Linked DNA regions of Mus musculus: region 2 is linked to region 1. Evidence: chromatin contacts called from public Hi-C data. All regions are on one chromosome and are shown on one strand. The core of a region is the stretch at or near the end of the contact, and the rest is flanking DNA. Distances in the headings are between cores, read along the strand shown.

Region 1 (3,578 bases), core at 738-3,237:
GCCATCCCAAGAGCACTGTCAGGATTTGGGCTGTTTCTACAGTGCTGTCTAATGTCCATAAAGTGGATATAAAATCTACCTTCAGCACAATTTCTTTGGGCTATTTCCCCCATGGAGGGGCAGAGCTTCCCTTTCCTTTCCTTCCCTTTCCCCTTCCCCTTCCCTTCCCCTTCCCTTCCCTCCCCTCCCCTTCCCTCCTCTTCCCTTTGTTAGGAGCTATGATGCAAGACCACAGTTACACTTCATATGCTACTGGACCCTGCTAAAGACAGGCTTCTCTCTCATAGAAATGAAAAGAATAGCCTGGAGTACAAAGAGCCTGTGCCACGACAGACAGCTCAGGGTGCTATGTTAAATAAAGTAACTCGCTCATGAGTTGGTATCCCCTTTATTAAACAGGTTCTTTTCTTTGGTGGACTAAGATTAAAAAAAGCAATTACTAGTCTACAGGAAGAAATCAGTTGCCAAAATCTAGCTTTCAACTCACAGAAAGCTAGATGTTCCCTTTTCTAATTCCCATCCACTATGGCAAGATACTGAGAAACGACTAAAGTGATGTTTCTCTCATCTTAAAGGGTGAAGAGGGTACTTTAACCACTTCTGTGTTCATTATAGTTTGAAAACTGTGAGGCAAATACTCAAGAAATTCACTCAGGTAAAGAGACTTAACAGATGCCAGTAACAGGAGCAGAAGTTCTGAGTGCTGAAAGAAACAGAAGAATTAAGTAGGCAACAATATGGCCTAATTAATTAGACTGAAGCTTAAAATCAAACACTCTAAGCAAAGCAAAATCCTGTTGTCCCTCTAAAGACTTCATCTGCACTGGGGAGAGGACTTCCACTCTTCACAGATGTTCTACTGCACACATCTGCATCATGGGAAAACAAGGCCAGACTTAGAGGTGACAAGAAAGATCACTTGCATTTTTGCCCTAGTCCAGCAATATGGGCAGAGTTCTTTCAAACTGCTACCTATCCAAAGCCTTTATAATTTGCCAAAGTTTGAAGTAATTTGTTCTTTCAAAGGAAGAAAGCAACAACAAGAAACAATAGTGTGTTTCCTGCCTTATGAAGAATACAACAGAGCTTCCCAACTGCACGTCCTAGAGACACATGCCAATTGCCTCACATGTACAGGAAAGCAGCTACTGATAGAGGACCAAACAGAATGGTCTACACAGGGAGGACAGAGCACAGAGCACACACGAACTGCCAGATTTCACCCCTGAGGCTGGCACATACACATTCCAGAAGGCTGGGGATCCTGGACCTTTGACAACCAAATTCCATCATCTTTCTCTGAGAGAACAGTTATCTTTCCAGAAGATGCATCAGAGAAATGCTACCCAGAGCCTTGCCAGGCCTATCTGCACTTAGTGGTCCTGGCCCTGCTTCCATTGTTCTTCCGTCTGTGTTGAGCCTCCATCTGAGACCATGCAGAACCACCTGAGCAAGAATCATGTTTGCCTGCACGCACCAACATGATCTCAGCCATGAGCCCACGATATGCCATGTGTGAGTCACAGGCAGTGATGATGGTAAAAAGAAAAACTAATATTTGGAGTTCACCAAATAATGAGTCACGCTCCTGGGAGAAAAGGAATCCTTACAGCTGGCAGCTCCTTAGTATGAAATTTTTAAATTGTTGTAACATTAATATTAATTCCATGAAAGCTGGCAAGAAGGAAATGAGTGAGAAATGCAGTATTTGGTTGCCTGGTACCATGTAAAGCCCAGTTCATGCTCCAAGAACAAGAATGAGAAGGACATCGACTGCCTACTCCTGACGTGCGTGCCTCCCACACTCACCCTGACAAGCTGCTCCATCTCCCACACAACACTTCCATACTAATTTTGACCCTCATGAGTTAAAAAGAAGTCTTGCTTTCTCGGTACCCAAATGCCAAGTGGGATCTTGTGGGCTCTCACCTTTATAAAGGGAATGTTTGAAAACAGGCCCCTTTGGCTGTGACATCAGTGAGTTGCTGAGGCCTGCAAGGGCCGGAGGAAAGATTCCCAGTCCCTCGCAGCGCTGCCGCACTCCTACGGTACAATCTGGCAATGGCCAGGGACCAAAGCTTTAAAGCTGTTTTATGGTATTTAACATATGGTCATAAATTGCTCAGTGCTCTAAAGAGGGGCTAAATTTGCCACCCCTATTGATGAGACATGTTCTTATTTATTTAAATTTAGTGGCAAACTGGCATTTCTCCAGAAGGAGAGGGTTAGGCACAAGTACAAAGAAAGAACTAATGAGAGCTGGTTTGCAGCTCTGCTATGTACTGAACACAACCACTATCAAGCAGGGGCTTACCATGAGAAAAACAATAATAGGGACAGATTCCAATGTCTAAGGCCCAAGGAGGGGGAGGAGTACAGATTTGATTCGGAATACATTTTTTATTTTTTTCAGAATACATTTAAAAACTTTTAATCATTTTCTCTTTTTCCTCCAACAAGGGCTGTCTACCCATCTCTCTGTTGCCTCTGCCTCTTTATTCTCCTCACAAATTAGAGATCCTTGGTCTTTACTTGAAATCTCTGTAATTCCCTAGAATATCCCAAATCTTGCAAGCATTTTCTGATTTTGCCATATTTTTGGCTAAGTTTTTTTTAATGGATATAATTCTCCATCTCTAAAAATATAATCCTACCAAGATATTAAGTTCCCTTCCCTCTACAAGTCAGCAATCATATAGCATTTGAGTGTGTGGAGGGTGTATGCAAATGATATTAACAGGGATGGTGTCAACAGGTAAATACCAAAGCAGCGTCACCAGTGAATTCGGTTTTATATCTATACGGTGATTATCTTGCTTAGATCTGGGATGTGAAAGGGATTTCTACAAGCTGGAGGTTCGGCAGCAGTCTGGGAACAGTCTTTTTAAAACTCTACTAAGAAAGATTAGGCTGTTTATATCACACAAAAGTCTTTCTTTATAATTTTAAAATAGAGAAGATCCATACATGGCCCAGAAAGGAAAATCTGCATATAGACAGGAATAGAGACAGCAATTATCAATGTACACAAGTTAGTATGAATGTCATATGCTAGAAACTAGGAAGTGGGATATATTTCTCAGGAGGATGAAATATGTCATCTCAGCCATGTTCCCCCAAGGCAGACCAATGATCCAGTGATCAAGGAGATTAGATCATGCCATGAAAAGACTGCTGCTGTGAAACCTGACCTGATCTAGAGTAACTGGGTTATCTGAAGTGGCCATAAAATGGCTCATAAGATCTTTTGCCAGCTTCTAATTGAAATACCCTATGTGTAAGGTCATTCTGTCATTAAGGGCCAAAAAGATAAAGGAAAAAGACTATGCAGAAACATATTCAGGCCCTATTAACACCTCCAGTAAGGACCTAGTTTTCTGAAAATTCTTCATTCTGAGGTCAGACTGGAATGTTAAAATATCTCCTGTACTATTCTAAAAAGGTGTATTTGTAAAGCCCCTTCCTTTTGGACAGAAGGACAATATTTTTAGTGCCATAATCTTGCAAAAAGGAGAATAGGTCTGAAATTCAAAGATGATTACTAGACACATAGGTATTCGATAATATGAATTATGTAT
Region 2 (3,780 bases), core at 1,199-3,698, 320 kb before region 1:
AGAGTGGCCAGTGCTCTTAACTGCTGAGTCATCTCTCCAGCCCTCCTTGAAATTTTTGAGACAGGGTCTCATTATGTCCATCTTCTGTTCCAACTTGACAGGATTCCTATGGTCTGGTCTAGAACCAGAGGATCTGCCTGGCCTTGGTTTTTGTCTGGGTCATTGTTGGGAGAAGACTGGATGTTAGAGCTTCCTGGTTACTCAAAGGCAAGGAGCACATTCTACAACTGTGCTGCCCAGCTGTGAGGGAAAACTGTGAGCTTTAGAAGCAGAACTAAATTTAAATACAGACGCATCACTTGCTCCCCATGTTTTTGGGGAAGTCCTAGGGTCTCCATCTTTTTTTCTGCTTGGGGTGTTAAGAGCACAATGTCGGGCATTGGAAGAACTGAGGCCACTTTGGTTTTCTTTCTGCCCCACCCTACTCTTACCAGACTATCTACCCCCTCCCACAGCCTCTCTCCTCTTTCTCTATGTCTGTATATTTATGTAGATGCATGTGGACATGTATCTGAAGACTAGAGGTTACCTTCCTTAGAAGCTGTCCACCTTGTTTTTGGAGACAGGGTCTCACTGGTACCTGAGGCTTGTTCTCAGGTTCCGGTCTCTGGCTAGTGAATCCGAGGGATCCCGTCTCTGCCTCACCTGCCCTGGGACTATGAGTGTGCATCACCAGGCTTGGCTTTTTACATGTGTGCCAAGCCTCAGACTCAGACCTTCATGCTTGTGTGGCAAGCACTTTACCAACTGAGTCACTGTCCTCCTTGAACACCTTCCAGAGAGATCTGGACTCACTGGTGCCACCTGGCACCCTATAACTTTCCAGTGTCTGTTAGTTAAGTGAATGAACTAACTTGGCACTTGGTATTTTGCAATTTATAATGTGCTTTTAAAAATAACTTCATTGTAATCCAAATAGCAGTATGTACAGGATAGAGCCTGTTATTCTACTCCACAATAAGTGGATCTTGTTACTCCATTCCACAATATCCACAAACAAGCGGGCATACAGTAAGGCAGGAACTAGCTCAGTGTCAGACAGGAACATGTATGCAACCCAGTGCCCTGCCAATAGTACCCTCTAGCTTGGGAGGGCCTTTGGCGCCTTCTGAGGCCACTGAAGCTTAGACATTGAAGGGGAAGAATGAAGTCTGACGTGTGCCACATTCTACACAATGCGGCCCTTGGAGTGCTGTCTCAATCCTGTGTCCAGCCACCACAACACACTTCAACAACATCAGAAGCCTGGTGACTGGAAGCTGCACACTTAGAAAACCAGGACCATTTAATCTCAAGCCTTGGGTATGGTTGCATGGCCAGTTCCATATTGACCTCATCTTCCTGCCTCCCATGGGGTGAATGGTGATCTGCATGTCTGCCCTTCATCTTTCCACTCCATCTTTTGAGGTCACCAAGACAGATGTGATATATCCATAGGACACAATTGTTCCTTAGAAGGGTGCTCTACACATTTTAGGGGCTCAAGACAATGATGAGTGACACTCCCTCTCCTCCCATAGTCTTTTCAAACTGAGAACAAGGACAGGAAATTGATATGAAGGATTCAGGTACCCGGCCTCTCTTTCTTCCTTCTCCACTAGACTCTAAACTTTGGGAGCCAAAGTCAGATGCAGGCTGAGACATGGAAGATGGAAATCTTTAAAAAATGTGTTCATGTGCCTGGCCCACTATAATTCCCAGCATGAACTGAGGAGTGGCATCAGATCTGACCACACATAATATCCATGGGAGCGTGTCACAGCCTTCAGCAAACAGTTCTGACAGTACACAGTGTGAGGGTAGGCGGTGTCCCAGTGGAATGCCACCCCTGTACTTACTGTGCAGCATGTGACCCGATCGCTGCCTTGGGAATGGGGTCAGTTTCCTCATGAATGGCGTACCTAACTCTGGGCCTCTGAACCAACTCTTGGTGCTGTTAGTGTGTGTTGCCTTTGAGATAGCACATAGTGGGAAACCATGTGTGTGCTTCAAGCTGAGCTAGTTTTAGGCCAGAAGTTGGCAAGGATGGGCCAACATCAGCACCTGAACTAATGAAGCCTAAACAAGAGAACCATGTCTCTGCTCGCAACCACAGAGCACCCACCCTCCATCCCTGAGCCATGTTCTTGTTGCTTAGGGGGCTGGGGGCAGGTGTGGAAGGGTGTTACTGAGACTATTTCTGCTTGTTATGATCTCAAAGGCAAGGCGACATACCAGGCAGCAAGGATCACATTACAGGACTCTGTGGACACACCGGGCGAGTGTCAGCAACCGCTATTGCATCTGGGAGTCCAGCAACTGCTGTGGCAGGGCAACACAGTGCCCAGCCTGTGCTCATCTTGCTAAGCTGTGTGTTCATTCAGAGTCAGAGGAGCAGAGAAAAGAGACAGCTTTGTTCCAAGCTACTAGTGAAACTACCAACCTAAAGGGGGCAGAGGCAGCCTTTCCTAGTCTGCACAAGCTTTCCTGCAGACCAAGTTTGCAGTTTTGGTCAGTAAAGAGCTGGTATATAACAGAAGCTCGCAAAGTAAATTCATTGGGAAGTGAATTCTATAAATGACACCCTTGTTTGCATTGGCTTTGAGTGCAAAAAGGTTAAAAAAAAAATAGGTGCTTCCTAGCTCTCACGTTAGAGGTCCTTTAGGAGCCTCACTGGTTTTCCCCCTAGCTCACATTTTAGGGGGTCCCTTAGGAGCCCTTCCTGGTTTCTTACTAGAGCTTACCAATCACTTCAGCACTTTTGGCCTTCTTCCCCATCCCACTGCTCAGACTGGGAGAGAAGGCGAATCCAGACAGAGCAGGGGTGGGAGAGGGTTGGGCATCTGGGCTCTTGAAGACAGCATGTGGTTCCCTTACCCACTGTGTTTACCAAGCAGATGAGTCAGTATTCAAATCAGCATTCCCTTCCATGTAGGTACACATGGGTGTCCCACCTTGAACCAAGCCGCTGAAGACAATCAGTCCCACGCAGCAAGGAGGGTGTTGGCCCCCTGCCCCCATCTAAATCTGGTAGACACCATGTGTGTCAGAGCCACCAGACCAATGAACAAACACAGACATACAGAAAAAAAAAACCTGTAAAAACAAAGGGGAGTAAGCTCCCCACCCTTTATGCACTTCACAGAGCATGCTCTGTAGTGCCAACTATGGGGAGAAGGAGAGACCTATTTCCTAGTCAGCTCCTTGGTACCTACTTTAGGGACCAGAGTCCTTGTTAGAACTCAGAGCACTTCCAGTTTAAAGGTCAACACATATTCTGTAAAGAGTCAGACATTAGATATTTTCAGCTTGTAGGTCAAATCTCTGTCACAATAACTCGTATCTGCTCTGAACTGATCATGGCTGTAGACAAGATGTAAATGGACAGGGGTAGCTATGTTCTAATAAAACTTTATTCATAAAAACAGGCGCTGGTAGTGCAGATCTCTGACTGTTCACTGATCCCTTATCTAGTCTGCACCTTCTCTGTGTAGAGGTGAATTCCCTCAGGGAATTATGCTGCTGTCCAAGACTGAATTTGCAAGGCTTCATGGTGGGAACAGAGCAGGCCCAAGAGCCAACAAAGTTGAAGGAAAGATGGCTACTTGGATAATTGGAGATTTTAAATAAGACTTTCACCCTACAAGAAGGGACTAACAATTGAATGGAAAATCACAGGTTAAACATCTCTGTTTGGGTCCAATCTGTCTAAGATGGGATACACAACTCATCTCGCACTGATGGAAGAAGGGGTTGTGGCTTTCCTAGTGTATGCTGCTCGTGGTCACTAATCAGCGAGAC

What was found. Hi-C and Micro-C count contacts between places; a contact is called where the count stands out from the background.
Region 2: a contact with region 1 is called in a Hi-C map of cerebral cortex, with 2.7 times the contacts expected there. The contact joins two enhancer-like sites. A contact is called at or near these places in 1 of 39 promoter capture datasets (hippocampal neurons), 1 of 15 datasets of contacts at CTCF or cohesin (the NIH/3T3 cell line), 2 of 484 Hi-C or Micro-C datasets (cerebral cortex and nephron progenitors), 3 of 115 datasets of contacts at active chromatin or transcription factors (fibro-adipogenic progenitors, microglia and pancreatic cancer cells) and 2 of 9 other capture datasets (adipose tissue and pancreatic islet).

The regions. Positions count from the first base shown.
Region 1 is chr5:31,749,125-31,752,702 of GRCm38.p6, reverse strand. The region is part of intron 3 of Babam2 (BRISC and BRCA1 A complex member 2); the gene reads right to left. Among named protein-coding and RNA genes, the nearest start is that of Babam2, 53 kb to the right of the region's middle. Within about 2 kb of position 1,987, at least 65 of the 459 cell types and tissues checked have an H3K27ac peak or open chromatin away from gene starts, as enhancers often do. A contact at or near this core is called in cerebral cortex and pancreatic cancer cells, where this site is marked.
Region 2 is chr5:32,070,054-32,073,833 of GRCm38.p6, reverse strand. The region is part of intron 11 of Babam2 (BRISC and BRCA1 A complex member 2); the gene reads right to left. Among named protein-coding and RNA genes, the nearest start is that of Gm40277, 18 kb to the left of the region's middle. Within about 2 kb of position 2,448, at least 35 of the 459 cell types and tissues checked have an H3K27ac peak or open chromatin away from gene starts, as enhancers often do. A contact at or near this core is called in cerebral cortex and pancreatic cancer cells, where this site is marked.